Linked DNA regions of Gossypium arboreum: region 2 is linked to region 1. The links are chromatin contacts, called in public Hi-C maps. All regions are on one chromosome and are shown on one strand. Each heading gives the region's core, a stretch centred on a gene start, on an enhancer-like site or on the middle of the called end of the contact. The rest is flanking DNA. Distances are from core to core; before and after follow the strand shown.

The links. Hi-C and Micro-C count contacts between places; a contact is called where the count stands out from the background.
Region 2: a contact with region 1 is called in a Hi-C map of leaf, with 4 times the contacts expected there. The contact joins the promoter of LOC108463420 here to the promoter of LOC108461883 in region 1. A contact is called at or near these places in 2 of 5 Hi-C or Micro-C datasets (both in leaf).

What each region holds. Positions count from the first base shown.
Region 1 is chr11:120,535,767-120,540,928 of ASM2569848v2, forward strand. LOC108461883 (E3 ubiquitin-protein ligase ATL6-like) reads left to right here and starts at 2,258. Exons shown (of 1, transcript XM_017761859.2): 1 at 2,258-3,670. The coding sequence starts at 2,284. The coding sequence ends at 3,537.
Region 2 is chr11:120,678,804-120,683,653 of ASM2569848v2, forward strand. LOC108463420 (amidase 1) reads left to right here and starts at 2,058. Exons shown (of 9, transcript XM_017763362.2): 1 at 2,058-2,794; 2 at 2,948-3,100; 3 at 3,188-3,312; 4 at 3,392-3,517; 5 at 3,800-3,982; 6 at 4,248-4,395; 7 at 4,475-4,643; 8 at 4,786-4,850. The coding sequence starts at 2,685. LOC108461449 (nuclear transcription factor Y subunit C-9-like) reads left to right here and starts at 792. Exons shown (of 2, transcript XM_017761296.2): 1 at 792-1,589; 2 at 1,699-1,933. The coding sequence starts at 792. The coding sequence ends at 1,571.

The DNA.
Region 1 (5,162 bases), core at 1,008-3,507:
CTAAAATTATGAAAATTTAATTTAATCCTTTAAAAATGATAAGATATAAACTATTAAAAATTAAAATTTCATTTAAGCCCCCTAAAAAAATTTTCAGGCTTTGCCCCTGGGTAAGCTACAAAAATAGTCACTTTTTTGTTTGCCTTAGATTACATTTTAGTCATTTATGTTTGAAATTTTATATTTTAATCACTTATGTTATCGTCTTGTTACGAACTACGAAGTAGTCACTCTACCATTAAGCTTTGTTATCTCCCTAACAGCAATCCTACATGGCAGTCCAAATAAGTTATAAATGTCAACTTAGATATCCAACTAATGGAAAAGAAAACTAAAAGAAAAATAAGACGAACAATTTTTCTTTTCCAGTTCAAGGTGTAATGAATTAAATTTATTTAGTTAAAAAACCTATTATCGTCTCAATTAAATATTCAAGTTGGCATTTAAAACACATTTGGATTGCCTCGTAGGATTGCCATTAAGGAGATAACGGCGCTTAACTACAGAGTGATCACTTCGTAACAAAACGATAATGTAAATGACTAAAACATTATATTTCAAACATAAATGACTAAAATGTAATCTGAAACAAACAAAAATAACTATTTTTATATTTTACCCTTTAATCTAATACCTAGAGTGAATTTATAGGTGCATTCACCTATATACAAAACACTATAACTTCTCTAGATTGCTTGACTTGTAGTAATATATATTATTAAGAATTTAGAACATATATGAAAAGTGAAATTTCAAATGCTAAATTGAAAAAATTACATGATTTAACATATTTTATGAATTGCTTCATATTCTAATGGAATAATTTATTTGTTTAGGTTGAACTCTAAAGATTATTTTATTATTTTAAATAGGTTAGAACTTTTAAATATTATTTTTATATTTGTTGAGTATTTCAGAGTGTGTGTCTTTCGAAAGAGATTAAATCATGTATTTATATGATATAGTTATTGTTCATAAATGTGATTTCGTAAGTAGGTTCCCATGTATGCCGTCACGTACTCTACTCTAAGGTTAACACGTGTTTTCTAGATATGGGTTCGCACGATATGAGTTTACCTACATGGTAGTGCAAACCCACATCCTATTGTCTATAGAAAGATATGTGAATACCTCACATGCAAACTCAAAGTACGAACAACATAGTGTACGAATCAAGACTCAAACAAATAATCGAATAGTGGCTGAATAATAATGAATACCAATATTGACATTTATTTTACGGTTGAAATTATACCATTTTTCTTGGATCTTACATATTTAATTTCTCTATTTCAATTTGTTGAAATTTATTCTTTGTATGTTTATAAAGTTTCAAAATTTCAATCTTGTGTCAGTAGATTTTATTTTATATTATATGGATAAGGAAAATTGTGTAATAAGTTGAAATGACAAACCATTTTTATTAGATTATATACACTAATTTTTAGAAAAAGAATGAGAAATTGAAAACATTCAATTCATGTGAATTTTGATAATAAATAAATAAATTTATTAAAATGTGAAAAGAAAAGAAGAAAAAGAAAATATTTATTTTTCAGTCAAATCAAAATGTTGGGTGACTTGACTTGTTCAATGTATAAAACCTCATATTATGGCTTGCTTTTTCAATTTATACTCTGAATTTTCTTGTAAGCCATTTGGATTTGCTTAAAATATTCGAGTCTAGACGGTCTAAAAAAAGTTTGCCCGAGTTATGACCGGTTCAAGCTTATATTTTTACTTAAATTCTTTTACTTTTTAAGCGAACTTTTAAATTAAGTAATCTAATCCATGTACATGTAGCATGATACTGAAAATAAGATGTTGATAAGTTTATTTTTATATTAAAACTTTAGTAAAAGGTTGATTGTTTTCATGAATAAAATTTTTTCAATTTTAGATTTGAAGAAGGAAGGTAATCTTTATATTTAGAATCATTAATTTGGACTTACCTTGAAACTTTTTAAATATGCTTGCATGATTATTTTTACTTTTTTTCTTTTTTAAAATCAGATTCGAAAGAATCACAAATTTGCTTTATAAAAAAAAGGCCTAACCCCAGCAATTTCTTGCGGCCTTCCTTAGAATCTAACTGGAAACCAATGCCATGATGCCTTTGAAGTTTGAACCGACTAAAAACAACTCAAAATAAATGGTAAAAAAAAAAAATTTATCTGGATTTTTATTGAAAAAAGAAAATCGCAAAAGTCTACTTTTACTTGGGAAGCTTCCTCCATCGTCAAACAAATGACTCAGCCATCCCTTCCATTGTGGCTGCCCTCAATGAAACACCGTAGAAATCAACTCCATATTTGGAATTGGACCCACCCCTTTTTCTTCTTCTTCTTCCTCTCATTTAAAACCCCACTGCCTTGTTTTTCTCTCGCTCTCTCATCCCTCTCCAATGCTCCTTTCCTCACCATGTCGTACACCACCCACCATGGAGTCTTCTCGCTTTTCTTCTTGCTCTTCCTGCTCCTCTCCCCGCCGCCTTCCTTCGCACAGAACTTCAACCAAGACGAAGAAAATTACGCTCGTTTCAGCCCTTCCATGGCCGTAATCATCGTCGTTTTGATCGCCGCTTTGTTCTTCGTGGGTCTTTTCGCCATTTATATTCGGAATTGTTCCGACGTGTACACCAACAGACAGAGCATCCGCCCCGTCGCCGGGCGTTCATTGCGCGGCACGCGTGGGCTGGACTCGTCGGTGATCGAAACTTTCCCTATCATGGTTTACTCCGAAGTTAAGGGTCATAAGATCGGCAAGGGAGCTTTGGAGTGCGCGGTTTGCTTGAACGAATTCGAAGACGACGAAACGCTGCGTTTGATACCCAAATGCGACCATGTTTTCCACCCTGAATGTATCGACGCTTGGTTAGCTTCTCATACCACTTGCCCCGTTTGTAGAGCCAATCTCGTTCCTCAACCAGGTGACCCCGTGAGTCAACTCACTGCATTAAATAACACTGCCGTCGAGTTAGACCTTGAGGCTCAGAACAATGGCAGTAACTCAGAACCGGAAGAAGAAAGGAGCATAAATAACAACGCTGTTAATTGTCAGGTAGAGGCTCAAGTGGCTTCGGAGGTTGAAGTGAATAATTTGAATGTAACTTTAAATAGGAACCGTACACGTGGATCAAGATCTGGCCGTCCACGTAAACTTTCTTTCTTGCGATCTCACTCGACCGGACATTCTTTGGTCCAACCGGGGGAGAATACAGATCGATTCACTTTACGATTACCAGTTGATGTTCGGAAACAATTAATGAACCGAAAGTTGAATCGGGCGACAAGCTTAGTGTTGCCCAGGGAAAGGAGTTCACGCCGAGGGTACCGAGCATCAGAAGATGGAGGGAGTAATAGAGGGAAACTGGACCGTGGTGCCAAATCGGACAGGTGGGTTTTTAGTATGACGCCACCGTTTTTTAATAGAGCATCTTCCGTGAAATCACTAAAAGTCGCTGCGCATGATGGTGAAGGGACCTCAAGTAATTTGCCGGTTGGAGCAATGGCTAACTCAAGCCGTCCTCCGGTTTAAAGGGTTTATTTATCTTAATAATTTATCAATTGCTATATTGTAACTTAAAAGCCACGTGCTTTGTGTAGATATGTACATTGTCTATGCAAATGATTTCTTTATTATTAATCAAATTTTGGTTTATTGATTTCAATTTGGTTTTCTAGGGCATATAAAACATTAAAAATCACAAATATGGCAGACCAAGTCATTAGGAAGATGAGGTTTCTAAATTTATATTTTATTTATTTACCTTATTTTCTTAATAAAAAATATGATTTTATATTAGAATCTAATCAAAGCCTTAAACTTTTAGGTAAATATATAAATTATCTGGATTTTTATTGAAAGAAAAATTTATTCATTTCTGCAATTCACAAAAAAAACAGATTTTTTTAAAAAAAGTTAATTCTTAAAGAAAAATATGATCTAAATGAAAAATTATTAAAGTCAGGTGACTCAAATGAATGCACAATAAATTATTTTTCTCAAAATGAAAACATTTCTTAATCATAGTGCCCTTATTACAAACTTCTTTTTCAGTGCAAAAAATGAAAATTTATGAAAGTTTAGTGACCATTGTGTAATTTGCTCTTTTCTTTATGAAATTAATTAATAGCATATCTAACCTTAAATGCAGTGTTCAAAGGATGTCCCCTTTTATCACCATTAATTAATACGTTGGGTAAAAGCAATTGAGTCAAAATATGAATGCAAAATTGGAGCTGAATAGGAAAAAGCTGAAATTACCGATTAATTTAATTTAATTTAACAACAAAAAGTCAACTTCTAGAAAATTTGACTGACTATGAAAAACTCAGGTAAAATTATGGATTTAATCCTTTTATAGTTAGTTACTTATAATTAACACTTTTAAATATTCAAATACTTTTTTCTTAAAAATATGCTTTCCAACTTATGATCCCGATATGGATTTTTTTTCTTAATAGAGTTATTTAAAAAATCCACACCAATATTTTAAATAAAAATTTTGAGCAATGTTAACTATTTTAATTAATTGATAACATCATAAAAATAGAGATAAACTATAATAATAGTCACTTTTGTTTGCTTCAGATTATATTTTAGTCACTTATGTTTAAAATGTTACGTTTTCGTCACTTACCCTATCATTTTATTACAAAGTGGTCGCTCTACCATTAAACTCTGTTACATACGTAGCAATACAAATGAATTTTAAATGCCAACTTGGATGTCCAATCGCTGGGATGGAAATAGGTTTTTAATTAAATAAATTTAATTTGGATTGCCCCGTAAGACATCCAAGTTGGCATTTAGAACCCATTTGGACTGCCATATAGGATCACCATTAGGGAGGTAATGGAGCTTAACAGTAGAGTGACCACTTCGTAACAAAACGATAACGTAAGTGACTAAAATGTAACATTTCAAACATAAGTGACTAAAATATAATCTGAGGCAAAAAAAAGTGACTATTTTTTTAAATTACCCCAAAAATAGATTGTCTAAATTATATCAAATTAAACTAAAAAATTAAATTCATAATTCAAAGACTAAAACCATAAATTAACCCAAAGATCATAATCACATAATATTTCAAGGTTTGAATTGTATAATTGTTTTAATTTTTGGGAAAGTGCTGCTTTTGAATTATAAAAAAGTAT
Region 2 (4,850 bases), core at 808-3,307, 140 kb after region 1:
CTTAAAAAGCGTTTTACCCAAATTTACCGTTTTGATCTTGGAAGCTTCTCTTCTCTTTTGACATCTTTTCTCTTTTTCTTTTTATTTTGTCTCAGGTGGTTCTCAATCTTCCTATTCAAAGGTACAATTTTTTTCTCCAAAAGGTATAAGCTTTTTATTTTATTTTATTTTTCTTTTATACTTTCTTTTATACGTATAATCTGGGTTGTTTTAGGGATGTATGTTATTTGAATGATCTTCACTTTTCATGGTTTTTCTTCTATGTTTAATTGCTGTAAATATATTGGATTTGTTTGATTGAGTAAGCTGCTGATTAATTACCATATTTGGGTTCTTACAGTTTTTTTTTAGGTAAATCATGAACAAGTTCATATTTTTACTGCCTTTTATTTAAATGGAAAATTGATCAACAAATTTTGCCCTATGTTTTTCTTTTTTATATTATGTTGTTTATATGGTAATTTATTTGCCAATTAGCTTGAGCAGTGTTGTTTGAATCTCTAATGGAACTTGATCTTCCATAGCAAGATATTAGAGGAAGGGGAAATGATGGATTATATTTATATGTTCAAATACAATTCGCAAAGAAAGAAACCGAGTATAAATCAATCAGTTTTCGAGTTCCCTTGATGTGTTTACTTGTTTGCTTACCTTTCTGATATTCCTTATAAAGAGTTGATCTTGTCTGAGAGGACTGCAACTAAAAATGTAATGCCTAACCGAAGTTTTTTGCTACAATGTTCTGTTTTATTTCGAGCAGATACATTTAAGTTTTAGTCGTGCAGATTAGAATGGATCACCAGGGGCATGGACAGCCCCCGGCAATGGGGATCATAGGTGGTGGAGCCCAAATGCCGTACGGCACTAACCCGTATCCAAACCAAGTGACTGGGGCCCCGAATTCAGGATCGGTTGGAGGCATTCAACCGAGCAGCCAGCCAACAGGAGCTCAACTTGCACAACACCAACTTGCTTATCAGCAAATTCACCAGCAGCAGCAACAGCAACTTCAGCAACAACTTCAGACATTTTGGGCAAATCAGTATCAAGAAGTTGAGAAAGTTTCGGATTTCAAGAACCATAGTCTTCCTTTGGCCAGGATCAAGAAGATCATGAAAGCAGATGAAGACGTGCGAATGATATCAGCTGAAGCCCCTGTCATTTTCGCCAGGGCATGTGAGATGTTCATCTTGGAATTGACATTGCGTTCGTGGAATCACACAGAAGAGAACAAAAGGAGGACGCTTCAGAAGAACGACATCGCAGCGGCGATTACTAGGACTGACATATTTGATTTCTTAGTTGACATAGTTCCCAGGGAGGATTTGAAAGATGAAGTTCTTGCTTCAATTCCACGAGGAACAGTACCCGTCGGAGGACCTGCTGATGCACTTCCTTATTACATGCCTGCCCAACATGCACCTCAAGTTGGAACTCCGGGCATGATTATGGGGAAGCCGGTCATGGACCCTGCTTTGTATGCTCAGCAATCTCATCCGTACATGGCACAGCCACAGCAGATGTGGCCACCACCAGGTCCCGAGCCACAGCAGTCATCCTCTGATCATTAGCAGCTCTATTCGTAGAAGGTAACAAGGCAGTTGCAGTGTTGTAAATTGCTTTAGTTGCTGTTTCATTCCATGGGAACTTTCATTTTCATGTATTCTTACATTTGCTTACTTTGCAAATTGGTAACAGACATGCTTCTCGAGACATCTCGAGAATGTTGTACGGAGACTGAATAAGGAGGCGTTGTCTTGTTGAAAAGCATGGTCAAGATTCTAGCTCAAAGATCAGACTGTGTAAATATCACTCTGAACAATTTTCATTTCATTTCCTTTGTTTTCTCTATCTCAATTCTAGTTGGAGTGATTACATAGAGATGTAAATATAAATATATATTTATATATGTAGAAATTTCAGTATGAGGTAATCTTTCCTTCATCATCAAGTATCAAAGCCATTGTGCTTGCCTTTTAAGAATCCAAAAATTTTCCGTAAGTTTATTTCATTAGATAAACTTTCATTAAGTGGAATTTAAGCAAGATTAATATGAAATCACTCGATTTTGTCCGTCCAGGTTTAATCAAAAATGAAAATACATCTTTGTAACCGAAATATAACGCCAATGTTTGAACTTGGATCAAATGGCCTGTAACTGGCTCAAAAAGTTTGTTGGGTATATGACATTACAACTGTGGACGGTACATTTTTTGTCTCTTTTCTTCATTCTCCCGTTTCAACCATTGAATAAACCGAAAGTGAAGGGGGTGTGTAAACCTTTATTGCACTGCAATTATTTTCCATCTCTGGTTTATATAATCCACTGACTCTTAAATCACCAACATCACAGTTCTTGCCAAAATATCCAATTTTTCAGCAATATCTGACCACTGATTTTTCTCAACAATTGTCATCTTTGCTGAATCTTCAACTGCAAAAAGACATATAGCACATCCTAATTTTTAAAATATCTCTACATGCGGTGTGGCAAGGGAGAAAAGTCATTAGACATGACATGACATGAAGTTGCATTACTTTCGAGAATGATACTGACAAGGAACCCAACATAAGACTTGTCACAGCGCTGTTTTGCCTTTACCTGGATTCTCTGCTTACAATAGAATTTACAGATAAACGAGGTTACTAATACTACTTACTAGTGCTACACACTAAACACAGACATGATAAAAAGCTTGGATTATGGAGCTTTCATGGAGAAGTTTTCTCTCCAATTAAGCCCTTCACAGCACCAACTCCCCTTGAGAGGCCTCACGTTTGCTGCTAAAGACATGTTTGTCACTCCCTTTCTCCATCTAATACTTTATTTTGTCTAGTATTTGCGAGCTCTAAAATTTTTAGGCTGTTTTATTATTGGACCTTTTCTTTCCTGTTCTTCTATCTCAGTGTTTGAGTCTAATTTATTTAAATTCTAAACTGGAAATAGATTTGACATAGAGGGATATGTCACTGGCTTTGGAAACCCTGACTGGGCCAGGACTCATTCAGCCGCCACGTCAACAGCGCCAGCAGTGATGGACCTCTTAACGGCAGGCGCAACTTGTCTTGGAAAAACTGTCATGGATGAAATGGCTTACTGGTCACAATTTTGATAGATTTTTATGCCTGCATATATATTTTCTTTTCATAATACTTGTTATATGTGTACTTTTTTTTCTTTATTCAGTATGTATGGAGTAACTAAACATTACGGCACTCCCACAAATCCTTGTGTACCAGATAGGGTGCCTGGAGGATCTTCCAGTGGCTCTGCTGTTGCAGTAGCTGCAAAGCTGGTAGATTTCTCCCTTGGTGAGTATTTCCAATCAGAATGAGATGCCTTTCTTTATGTATCCTCCTTGAACTGAATGAATATTTATCTCTAACACAGGAACTGACACTGGTGCTAGTGTAAGAGTCCCTGCATCATATTGCGGAATTCTTGGATTTCGGCCTTCACTCGGTGCCGTCTCTACTGTAGGAGTTCTTCCGATGTCACAGAGTTATGATACTGTGGGTAAGAAATAAATCTGATAGCCGAAATTTTGTCTAATCTTGATTATGCATCAATGATGCTGCAACGTTTAAACACATTTCAGAGGCCACAAGTTCAAGGATCAAACATATTAACAAGGATGTTTTTGGAAATTTTAGCTTTTGATATTGTATAATAATAAGGTTCCCTTTTTAATGTAACCAGACAACATTAATAACTACTTTTATCTGTACTTTAAGTCAGAACCGTATAACTTGTAGAGCCTTAATTTGATATCTATTTTGACCCCAGTTTCTCATTTAGGATGGTTTGCTCGTGATCCTATGATTTTAAACCGCGTTGGACGTGTTCTTCTGCATTTACCTGACGTTGATCCTATCAAACCAAGTCAGATCATTATTGCAGAAGATTGTTTTCGGCTGTCTACTATTCCAAGTGACCGAACAGCTCAAGTTCTTGTAAAGTCAATTGAAAAGCTCTTTGGAGGTAAGTAATTCTACACTAGGCTTTTGTAAACTTTGTTCACAGGACTTCCTTTGAAGGCTTGTCCTTTAAGGACTTCCTTTAGGCATTGAGGGCATCCAGAATTGAATGTCTGTTTTCAGGCATCTGATATTAAGATAGATTTTGTCCCAATAAATATGTCATCCGATTCATGGTACTTTGCATTTGGGACCAACTATGCTTTGGTACTGAAAATTGCGTTGCTTGTCAGTAAGCTGGCTCTCATTTTGTCTACTTAAAAGTGCAGCTCAATGTGTTAAGCATGTAATACTTGGAGACCATGTGAAGGACAAAGTACCAAGTTTGCAGCATTTCATGGATAAGGGAAATGAAGACCAAGAGGATGATATACCATCCTTAGCAGCCCTTTCAAGTGCAATGAGATTACTTCAGAGGTGCTAAACATCTTGAAACTTTTAGTATGAATTTAGGATAAGATATTTAAGCATTGGTTACTTAGCTTATTTCCTGTAGGTATGAATTTAAGAATTACCACGCCAAATGGGTCACCAAAGTGAATCCGGATTTCGGTCCAGGAATATCTGAGCGGATATGGGATGCCATTAAAGCAACAGGAGAAAATATTGATTTCTGCCACTCAGTGAGGACTGAATTACGCGCTGCGCTTACTGCCCTGCTAGGGGTAACCTCTATTACATTCATTGTAAAGGTTTTGCTAGCCAAATATGCTGCTGGTTCAAGTAAACAGTACTAGGCAAATACGGACACTTTATATAAACTTATTCATTTCTTATGAATCAATCTACTTATATCGGCTCTTTTAGGATCATGGCATCCTTGCTCTCCCAACAACACCAGGGGAACCACCAAAAGTGCAAGCAAATCCAGC